Regions from separate parts of the Gossypium hirsutum genome. Here region 2 is linked to region 1. The links are chromatin contacts, called in public Hi-C maps. All regions are on one chromosome and are shown on one strand. Each heading gives the region's core, a stretch centred on a gene start, on an enhancer-like site or on the middle of the called end of the contact. The rest is flanking DNA. Distances are from core to core; before and after follow the strand shown. Region 1 overlaps LOC107934236 (transportin MOS14). Region 2 holds the start of LOC107934237.

Region 1 (6,075 bases), core at 1,296-3,795:
ACAATATATATACATATGTCTTTTAACAATATAACATCACCTTGTATAAATCATATACTTGTATAATAAATTTTACATTAATTCAATATTGTATATCTTTATTTATTTACCACATTTTCCCAATGTAGCCATTTTATCACCTTTTTTTTACCAATTTGTAAATAATTTTTTTAAAAATGGATTCAAATATTATAATTTTACAATCCAACCAAAAACACTACATAAATATACTTAATTATATCATATGAACTTACCAGGAGCAAATAGCAAAAGCAGGAGTGTCAGAGACTAATATATAATTTTCCCTTTTCCTCAATTATCTACCAATTCTTGATTTATACAGTAAATTATTTCCAATTATCAGTTATAAATACCTTATAATAGCTTATATAATACATATAACATATTATTATCATTTTCACAATTTTTTTAAAATTTTTTGTTTTATTCAATTTAGTCCCTAAAACCAAAACTATTATATCTTTTACAATTAAGCTTCGATTTTCAATCCGATTTCATTTCCTTTTTTATGCAGCCCTCAACAATCAATATTTATAGAAATTTCACATCAAAATTAATATTATTTCATTTTAGTCCCTAAAGTCAAAATTAAAAAAAATTATTTTACAAATTGGTCCTATTTCATTTCTAAGCTTTAAAATCTACCATTAACATTCAAAAACTTCAAATAGCATCAATGAGAAACTTTTTAAACTTTTTCAATTTTAAAAACGAAAATGGAGGTACGAGTTAACCAAATTGAGTTACAACAGTTACAAAAATATAAAATTTACAAAAAAATGTGCTAGGTCTGAATTTACATGCAAGGGTCAAATGGTTTTGAATGTTCGAAGCTTTCTTCCTTTATTCAGAAATGGTGAAAACGGTGGAAAGGAGAAATGGAAAGATGATGACTTTTTTTTTTATGTTTTATTACCTTTAATTATTAGTAACATAATTTCAATTAAAAACATCCACTAACCTTCTAACCCTTTTAAAAGTGGTTTAATTGTGACTTATATCCTTACACATTCACTAATTAAACCATTTAACACTTAGAAATTAAACGTGATTAACTTTTTACGATTTAGTTTTTATACATTAGTTAACCCTTCAATCACTAAAATTTTCAGATCAAGATTAAAAATATCTATATAAAAACTCCATAAATATTTTAAATATTTACAATCTCAGTTTACGAAAATGAGATCCCTATACATTATTTTCCAAAATTACTAACTTTAGGGTCAAACTATTTGTACTATAGTTAACTGTCCAATTAACAAAATTATTAGAACAAAATTAAATATAACACTAATATTGACTCATAAGTACTAAATAATAATATTTACGGAGTCACTCGTTGAAATTGGGATCTCGAAACTATTGTTTCCGACACCACTAAAAGTCGGGTTATTACAACAACCAAGATGACAATAGAACCTTAGACTGCAATGGGTTGGTTGGCTAAGCAATAGGCCAGGCTTGCCGGCTTCAACTGTGAGTCCTTGAAAAGTCCATTTTATGGATAGCTTTAGCCATTAGAATATCCATTGAACTTCCTACATCCATTAATATCTTTTTGACTTGAAACGAAGAAATGGTGGCGAAAATCGCTAGGGGGGCATCTCCCTCTACATCAATGACCCGCTCATCATGCTCAGAAAACTTCAATTGCCATGGAGAAGGCCTGGGGTTTTTCACAGAGACTGCTATAGACATTATGCTTCTAAGATGTGCGTTCTGTTTGGAATTAGAGGTTACCCATTCTACATGCTTGCTTCCAACTAGTATATCAATTATGTCCCTAACAAGATGTTTACCCTTATCATCTCGACGTAGTCCGGATAGCCTTGCTTCTTCATCATAAGTCATGTTCAGTTGATATGGTTCCTAGGGCAGCTATTGTTTTAATTGCCCTTTTCGGATTGCCAATTCTATTATGTTCTTCAAATGTACAAAATGCTTTGTGTGGTGCTTAAGAGCATTGTAATATATATAGTGATGGTTTGAGTTATTGCGATCCTGGCTAGGTGTTAGCTGGGGTGGCATTTACAAAATACCTTGGTACTCGATCTGATCGAATATCTGGGCTAGAGAGCAGGTGAGTTCATGGTAAGTTCTATATTGATTGTAAGGTGCCCGGAACCTTTGATCTTAGCCAACCTTGTTCCCCTGGATGGGTCCTGAACAGTCAGAGGCATGGACATTATTAACCCTTTGTCGATCTCTCTGATTTGAAGGGTTGTATTGCCTATGCTCCATGTTGCCTACCCTAGAATGGGTCATTGGCTGCTGATAGCCTTGAGAACGTTGTGGAGGGGAACGACGCGGAGGATTAGACTGCTGGATGGTGGACACAAAAGAGTTGGCACGAGCTCTTTCTACTTCATCACCTTTCAAAAATTTGTGAACCATTTCATACAACGCGGATAAATTGCTCGGTTGATTCCCAATAATGATGTACCTCAAATGTTGGTGGGTGGCCCCGACAGCAAAGGAGTGGATGACCCCTTAATCTGTAACCCCCCATTGTTATCATAGTGGTTGCACTGAAACTACGAACATAATCTCGGAGGGATTCATTCACCCCTTGGCATATGGTCATCAGATAAGCGGGAGACTGTTGAAGTGTTTTGTTGGCCAGGAAGCAGCTCATTAATTGCCCATGTAATTGCTCGAAGGAGTGAATGGATCCTCAAGTACTGATAGGTACCACTGTCGAGCCGTTTGAGAGAGGGTCATGAAGAATGCTCTAGACATGATACTGTTAAAGGCCCTAAGAATTTTCATGTGATTGTTATAACGAGCTAAGTGGCCTTCTAGGTCTCTTGAGCCATTGAATATGAATTTCGGGAACATGAAAGAAGCTAAGATATGATTGGCTAATACCTCAGGAACGAGTGGCTCACTGGAATAGTTCCAAATGGATTCATCTACTTTGCCTCCATTTCCTATAGCATTTTTATATTGAATGCCTTGAGTCGCTCCACCGAGGAAGCGTTGTTGTTGCCTTGAGTATTCTGGGACACGACCGACTGGTTGCTATTTTCTGGTGGGTCATTCGGATTGTGACGTTCATGATCCATGTGGACTATGGATTGAGCTTCATTGCCCAAATGGGTAGGGTCGTCCCACCTGGGGACCTCTCGAGCTGCCCACAGCTTGTCAATCAACTGCTCATTTTAAAATTAAATTAGGACCAAATTGCTATTTGAACTAGAAATGAATTAGTTTTAATCTAACTAAGACTTAACTCAAATTATTATACACCAAATTAATTTAATTATATATCTAAACTATATCTAAATTATATCCAACAACCCAATGCAATCCTAAGATATCCTAAATTAATTAAAGGCATTCGATAAATCATTGAATTTGTTTTTCATTGAAAAGAAATTTTTAACATTTAATTTTTATGAGTTTGATAACCATCATAATTTTTTATTTAATTCAAAATTTTCAAAAAAAATAGTTGAATGAATTAAGTAAATAAATAACTATTTATCACTTAAAAGTTGAAAAGATTAAAAAAATTATATTCAAAATAAATTATCTTGTTAGTTTTGTTAGTAAAATATTCAAATTCTTATATTTAATTTCTATCCAAAATCTCTAAAATAATATAAATTATTACATCAATAACATTAAAATTATGAAATAAATAATTTTCGAAAATTAAGATTTATTATTATTAAACAACATTATATGTGGTACTTAATTTTATTAGGGTAAACTACATTTGTGATTGCCCAACTATCAATAAATTTCTTTTTGGTCATTCAACTATAAAAAGTTACAAAGTTATTGCCTTAGCTACCCAACTATTTCAAGTGTTTTCATTTTTACGTCTGTTAGTGATAAAAAAATATTCAAGAGTTATGTAACCATTCTATAACTCTTGATAGTTGGGTGATCAAGAAAGAAATTTATCAATAATTAAGCAACCACTTTGTAACTTTTTATAATTAGATAACAAAAAAATTCTAATAAGTGTATTTTACACTTTTTATTAACACAACAAATTTATAATATAAATTTAAAACCTATAAAATTTTGTATTAGAAAATGTTCAACACTTAACCTTTTAGTTTATCAAATAATACTCAACTTAATTTAATTAATTAGTTTATAACATTAATCCAAAACATATAATTAACTATCCTAGAGTAAATGTCAATCTAATAATAACTTATCTTTAAATTAATTCAGCAAACCGAGATTAATTAGATAATGAAAAATTGATCCCTCAATTTATAATGTTTCTTATTTCAGTATCTATATTTTTTGGTAAAAAATCAGGAAAATGAGAGAATCGTACAAGTCACCGAGCGGTCCAAGGCGATTTTCGAATGTCCGACTTTTTAATCATTGGATATAAGAATTGTTTCAGATCTAAAGCTGATTATAAAATGATTGGTTGTAAGGATACAATAATAATGCATGGCGAAGAAGATCGTTCTGGTGTACTTAACATGCAGAGAAACATGCAAATGCAGAAAAAAATCCGTCTTTCACCTTCTAACCATTACAAAACTAAACTTACAACACTGTATACCAACACCAAGGCCTTTTCACCCAAAATTAAAATAAATAATAATTGAAAGCCAGTGCATTCGAGACGACTGGGAGCACCCCATATCTCGAGCAGAAGAAGATACAACAGCCCATTCTCTCCCTATTGTGAAACAAATAAATGCCCAACACTCACCTCAAAGACAGTTGGAAAATTGACCAATGATGATAGATACAAAATCAAGAATGAACCAAAACAGCAAATAGCGGATCGAATTATTCATTCGGCTGCTAAAGCAAGATGAGGCCTCAGAAAAACAGCCCCCTCCACTACTATTTCTTTATTTCTTTCCACTATGGTACAGGTACCAGATTCAACTCAAGTGGCTTTAGTGCTCCTTGCACAATCTCTTGAACTGTTCGATTACGACGACAAACATCAGATAACTCTTCAACAGGGATCATCAGGACATTGACATCAGCTCCGGAGGCAGCATCTGACAAAGCTTGCAAAAATCTTATGCGTTCTACCTCCTTGACAGCAGCCAATGGGATCAATGAAACACTTTCCTTAGCCCACTCCAGAGCTTGCATCCCATATGCTCGAGTTAGTGCTAGAAGTGCATATGCTACCTGAAGTAGTGAAAGGCCCCCACAAAATTCATCGTGTAAGATACTACTTCAGGCAATAGAGGTTTAAACTTATTCTGCTAATTAATCATTTGAAGGTCAATGCGCATAAAATATGGAGAATACAACAAATGTAGTAGAAGCTACCGTCTCTAATCGAGAACTTGGGAGTGCTCCAGTTAGGGAAGCCACCAGGATTCTAGTAATGGTAGCTCCTCGCGGAATAATGACACTATCCCTTATGGATAAAAATTGTTCTCCCTTGCTAGACTTCGCAAGATCAAAGATATCAGACAAGAAGGTCAAGATGGAATTGGAGGCCTCTCTGCAAAAAAAATATAATTAGGCGATAGATTTCTAGAACATTTAATAATAAATCATTAATTACCTTCAATCATAATTAATGATAATTACATTTTGGGATATACCAATATAATCTTTCTTTTCTTTCTTTGAACATCTGAAAATCCTATTTATTATCCAATACCAGTTTTCTTCTTCTCTCTCTCTCTCTCTCTCAATATAGATGAATTATTATTCTATCCACTGGCGGCGGATTTTTTAACTTCTCAAGCAAGATTAAGAAACCACCAAGTGTCTATTTTGGTTATTTTTATCTTTTTTTTTTAAGTTCCCTTTCGGTTAATTTTTATCTTTCTAAATGTAATACAAGGGCACATGTCGGATTTGTAGAATTAAAAAACTTCTACTTACAAGTGTATAGGATACTGATCATATATATTTACACTATACGAGTGTATAGTTTCTCTTTGTCAATGAAAAAGGAAAGATAAATAAAAGTATGTTTTAATCTTAGCTGTATATTTAATTTTGATCTAAGGGTTAGATACAAGTGTAGAACTCTTTAGTATTACATTAGTGTAATTGGATCTCTGGATCCCTTTCATACATTATATATGTGTGTAT
Region 2 (6,075 bases), core at 1,624-4,123, 83 kb before region 1:
AGTTTTGGAGTTGCAAAACTGGTATGTTGGGAAATAATGGAAAAACACTAACTCTGTATTAATATACTAGAAATCCTACTCTATATTAATCTACTATAAATCCTTCTATTGGTTAGAATTGTAGTTTCACATTCCGTGTAGTTTTAAGGGATTTAAAAAAAATATATTTAAACTTTAATTCTCGAATATTAAAAATTCACAATACAAATTCTCTAAGATACTGAAAATAAAATGGAAACAACTCAAAAAATAAAGAAATAATAAAATAACATAAAAGCCACAAAATAGCAATAACACATAATGTGTAAATAAATGCTCTCAATAATATTCAATTACTATGAATGAGATAATTAATGTACTATAATAGGATGAATACAAATAAGGGGGAAATTTCTATTTATATTTGAATTTAAGGGTGTAGTTAGGGGTTGACAAGGGCTTGGCCCATTTAAAATAAATTTTTTTATTTAGGTTTTTTAAAAATTTAAAAATTTTAAATTAGTAAAGATAAATTACACTTTGACTCTCTTAAAAATGATAAAAAAATTTAATCCTTTAAAAAATATAAATATATATGTCATTAAAATGATGAAATTACATTTTTACTATCGTAAAAATTATAATTTAATTTCAGACCTCTAAAAATTTTTTCTTGCTTCACCCTTGGGTGAGTTCCTCTAGATTTAATGTACAATTTACTTTATTTCTGTTATCAAGATTAAATTAACCTTAAATTTGTGATTCTTAAGGAATTTACCCAATCCATGTTTACCATGGAAATTTTAATTTTTCTTAAATGTTAAATCACCAACACTTCAGGAAAATAGGTTTCTATACATGTTCTACAAATCGAATCAATTTAAGTAGGTAAAATAAGACTCATTTAATTAATTGATATCTATGAGATGCTTTTTATATATTAGTCACAGACTTTAATCCGTGACCCGTGACCCGTGACCCGTGACATATGTACGTAGAAATTACAAAATTAAAATATAAATATATATTTAAAAATAACATACAATAATAAAAGATATATATATATATATATATATTAAACTGAAAAGACTTATTCCTGGTTTTGGAGTTGCAATTTTTCCCTTTTTTTTTTTCAGAATTTTGGAGTTGCAAATTGGTGTGGTACGAAATAATGAAAAACCACCTGTACTCCTAAATATAAAAGTAGAGCCCAGACTTCTTTATTTTCAGACACGTGTTTATTTTGTTCTTCATTTTATGGGCAATGGTTCTTAGATCTGTTTCCGTTTTTTTTTTAACTATAAAAAATAGGCTTTTGCCTTTCCTTACACGACAGCAGTGTTTTTACTTCTCCATTCTTTTCTTTTTCAATTGTAAAATAATGGTAAAATTTCAGTATTTTCTACTTTAATTATATTTAAAATTTAATCTTTATATTTTAATTTAACATAATTTAAAATTATACTTTTATAATTAATTTGTTCAAATAATTATTATTCTTAAATTAAAATTCTACATTGCTCTTAAAATTTCCTTTCTAACACAAATAAGTTGTGTCACAAATTCTCTTGTTTGACATGATTTGGAGTAATCTCTTATTGTAATCCAATAGTTTCTTGAGTATAAAAGAGGAGATTGTAATTTCAGGATATAAAGACATTTGAATTTAAACATTAAAATTATATGATTTTTTATCAAATAATTTAATTATATTTAGTATTTAATTTTAAACATTATATCAAATATATTTTATAATTTAATTTTTCAGCACTTATCAAATATAGTTTAAGTGTTGAAAAATAAATATAAAAAATTGAAATGCTTAATTTAAGTTATGAACTATTTAAAATTAAATACTGAATATAATTACATTGTTCAATAAAAAATAATATAATCTTGAATGAAATAAAAATAAAATAACAATTAAATTTATTATCTTAAGTGATAAGTAGGACTCTTTCAACCTATCATTTTTTTTTCACTTTTATATATATATATAAAAGATCTAATAGTTATGGTAAATCATCAAAACGTATCTAAAAAATTAAATTATAAAAATATTAATTTTTAGTGAATTGATTTTTTTTTCAATTACGGTCTAAGTGAAAATTTATTATGACAATCAAATAAATTTTGAAAATTTGAATGTTAAAAAATTTTCAAAATCTTTTTTTTTTATTTTCATCAAAAACAATCTAACTAAAGAAATTTTAAATATTAGATTTGAGACAATACTTGTAAAGTTACTATATCAATAAAACTTTTGAGTTATGATAAAAACAATAAACTCAATCTCTTACCTTATGTACTAGATATTTGTACATTAAAATATGCCCTAATTAGGAAAAAATTTAATATATTTTTTCAGTAATAACAACTTAAAAAAGACTTTCAACTTTTATCCTTTTCGTTTTCCTTTTTTCTAAATCATTCAAAACATAATTTAAAAAAAAAGAAAAAGAAAAAGTTTAGATTGACTGAAATGCATTATTCTCTTATTATGAGTTGAGAAAGATTATAAATAGTTCTATATATTATGTTAAAAAGAGTAATATAATCAGAATATATAATATTAAAATAAAAAAAACTAACAAAAAATAAACTAGTCTAGTATGAAGAGAACAATGACAAATTCAAGAGGCTAGCAAGGGCTACAATCTCTGAAATTTTTTTATATAGATTTGTTTATAATTTTTAAAATTTTAAATTAATAATGATAAAATTATATTTTGATCCTAAAAAATGACAAAATATCATATTATTTTTTTAAAAATAATAAAAAATACACAATTAAAATAATAAAATAACATACTTACTATAATAAAAATACACAATTTAACTCCAGATAAAAACAATTTCTCGATAAAGAGAAGGTTATCTAAATCTCTTAGTTGGCCCATTGGATTTCCTTTGTAGGGCACGGTTATTATTTACCTCTTACTAGAAGGGCAAGACGATTTGGCGCCCAACTCTCTTAAAAAATTTGGATTCCCGGCCATTTCCGTCCTGTTTTAAGTGAAAAATTTTATACTTTGGTCTCTCAAATCTGCTTCCCGCTACTACAAGGAAGCGGGAAACTGAAAACCAACTCTAAAGTTGAAAACGTCCGATAAAACATACCCCAAAAGGCTTCATTTGGTTGAGAATTTGAGAGAAGAAAAGAGAACTAGGCAAATGGCTGTTGTTTCAACTTCTGCTTCTCAAATTGAAGAGGCGAATCAAACAAATGGAAATGGAATTCGCGTCGGGCGAAGAATTTATGATTCTGAAAATGGAAAAACTTGCCACCAGGTTTTTTTTTTCTCTATTTTTCTTTTTATATTTCATTTCTAATTGACTCCATGGAGTTGTTTTTAATTATTTGTTTTTGGTTTAAGTGATATTTTATCCACTGGTAAATGTTGGTTTTATACTGCTTTTGGTTTTGTTTAGCTGATTAGGAAACACTCATGTTTCTAGTTTTTCCTCTTATATGGTATTTGATTATTCAGACTTGTTTTTGTCATTCGGCTTTTGTAACTTGAACTTGAGTGGTTGAGCCCTGGAATCGTATGTTTTGGACGTGTGCGTGCTTAATTTCTTTCAAGTTTTCTGGTGATGTTTGGAGGGTCAAACTTCGATATACTTATATTTGTTAGATATTTATATAGATTGATAAATCATGTATAATGAGGGATTGAGTTATATAGAAATGTTAGATTAAAATTGGTTTGGAATTTTCTTTTTTAAATTTACAATTCTCTACTTTTAGCTTTTAAATTTATTTTTCCCTGACGTCTTTTTTTGCCTTGGGATCAAATGCTGAAGTGCCGGCAAAAAACAATGGATTTCTTGGCTCCATGCAAGAACTTGAAAAAGGACAAGCAATGTAGGATTAAGTACTGTCATAAATGTCTATTGAACAGGTTGTTACTTCATTCTAACGTTTTACTTTTTGAACTATTTAATTGGATAAGGCTGTCAACTTACAAAGTTTTATTTTTGTTGGATTGATATTGGATAGATATGGAGAGAAGGCAGAAGAAGTTGCATTGTTAATTGATTGGAAATGTCCCAAGTGCAGAGACATTTGCAATTGTAGTTGCTGCATGTAAGAATATCACAATCGTAGTTGCTGATTGTAAGAATATCCCAATTGTAGTTGATGATTGTTGACCAAGTCTTAACTGGGACTGTATTTTTTTAGGAAGAAAAAGGGTCAAAATCCTACTGGCATACTAGTGCACATGGCCAAGAAAACTGGGTTCTCTTCTGTTCAAGAATTGCTTCAAGCTAAAGGACCTGAAAATTTTGGATATGAAAAGTTTATAAAAGATACAGGTGTTTTGTCAAACAAGCAAGCAAAGGTTTGGTTTCATTTTTCTTCCTGATGGTAATATGCTGTTGGTTTGTCACAGTTTTTGGGTGATGAATTTGTCTCTGATGTTTACAGGAGTTTATGGCCACTTCACCAAAGATGCTTGGGAAGGAAAATTCTTTTGATGGAGACTGTGATTCCAAAGTTGGTTCTGAGAATCTGACATTATTTCCTGACGAAAAGAAATCTAAGAAGATGAAACGTGAGGAATTGAAGGAATTGTGTAATGGTAATGGGGATCATGATCTTTCTTTGAACAAAACTGGTCTAAAAAAGCCTAAAACCTTGAAGGAATCTTCAAAGAAAACAGTGAAGGGAAATTATTGTCTGTCAGATGACAAAAACTTGAATAAAGAAGTGCAAATTGGTGATCATTCTGGTCTCAGCAAAGGACAAGAAGTTAAATGTGCAAAAAACAAGAAAGGAGATTTAAATGGAGCTAAAGCTTTGGAGGATATCTCTAAGAAAAGGGAGTCTGTGACTTCTGACGAGGAGTCTAGAAAAAAATTGAAGTCAAAACAAAAATCTGTGGCTGCAGAAAAGAATCTTAACAGGCAGGTTATTGAAACCAACACTGTATCTCCAGTTAAAAAGAAAAAGTGTGGTGTAAAAAGTGGGGATTCTGGTGGTTCAAATGGTTGCAAGAATGATAACAGCAGTGGCAAGCTCCAGTCAGTTATAAAGCCTTGCAGAGGCAAAAAACTTGACCTAGACGTTCAACTGCCTGAGGGCTCCAGCTTAATAACTGTTACTGGCATTGATTTACCTCCCAAAGATGTTGGTCATGCATTGCAGTTCCTAGAGTTTTGTGCAGCTTTTGGAGCGGTATGTAAGATAGTTTGGTATTATGTTTTTTTGGTTTATATATTTATGATAGAAACCTAACATTCAACCCTAGATGCATCATCTTAAATCTTAACTTTTTCAATAGTTGAATAACATAGAACTATTTGATTATAAAGACCTTGTTATGATGAAATTTCTTTCTGTAATTTGGATTTTGAGTCATGAATTCTGATTACTTAAGGATATTGTATTTATTGTTTTTCTGGTTGAATGTACTTGGTCAACAATTGATTGTTTTTGTTTCATCTGCCCAAGATTACTTAATTTAGTAATTATTTTTGGTTATTCTTTTGTTTGGTATGCCATAGGTTCTTGATATGAAGAAAGGGCAAGCAGAATCTGTAATCAGAGAAATAATACGTGGACGTGGTAGATGCCGATTACAGTACTCTCCAGTAGTCCAAATCCATGTACAATTGTTGTCTCTAATACAAAAAGATATGGGGAAGAAGTATAAATAAATGCCCTAACTGCTGATTTTTACCTTCTTTCTTAAAATTGAATTATAATTTTATGCTGTATTGGCTGTTCAGATTTCCACCCTTCAAAGCAAGTGACAATGGTTCATGGTTTAGAGCCCTTGGCCAATGTGTTTCTGAATCCCAATGTGCACTCAGAGAAGTTTCTTCTGATCTTTATGATGGAGGTGTGGATGCATATAATGTGCTAGACAGTTCTATAAAGCTTAAACTCTTAAACATTTTGTGTGATGAAGCCCTTTGCACAATGTAAGTAACAGGGATGAAAGCCAAGGCCTGATATTTATAGATTAGAACTCTTCTTTTTTTTTTTAAAAAAAATTACTTTAATAAATATCTATTGTACATTAGGATTCTTTTCTTTTCATTTCTTCTGTAAATTTTCAGAACATTGAGGAATTGGATTGACAAGCA

Evidence for each region. A called contact is a pair of places that touch in the nucleus more often than the background predicts.
Region 2: a Hi-C map of hypocotyl shows a contact between it and region 1, with 2.6 times the contacts expected there. The contact joins the promoter of LOC107934237 here to the enhancer-like site in region 1. A contact is called at or near these places in 13 of 34 Hi-C or Micro-C datasets (callus, fibers, hypocotyl and 2 more).

The regions. Positions count from the first base shown.
Region 1 is chrA07:10,139,536-10,145,610 of Gossypium_hirsutum_v2.1, reverse strand. It overlaps LOC107934236 (transportin MOS14), which reads right to left. Exons shown (of 27, transcript XM_016866612.2): 26 at 5,296-5,473; 27 at 4,498-5,151. The coding sequence ends at 4,873. Among protein-coding and RNA genes, the nearest start is that of LOC107934236, 20 kb to the right of the region's middle. Within about 2 kb of position 2,545, at least 7 of the 9 cell types and tissues checked have an H3K27ac peak or open chromatin away from gene starts, as enhancers often do. A contact at or near this core is called in fibers, hypocotyl and leaf, where this site is marked.
Region 2 is chrA07:10,222,813-10,228,887 of Gossypium_hirsutum_v2.1, reverse strand. It overlaps LOC107934237, which reads left to right and starts at 2,873. Exons shown (of 12, transcript XM_041117541.1): 1 at 2,873-3,270; 2 at 3,787-3,884; 3 at 3,983-4,069; 4 at 4,166-4,325; 5 at 4,412-5,161; 6 at 5,491-5,633; 7 at 5,716-5,910; 8 at 6,049-6,075. The coding sequence starts at 3,154.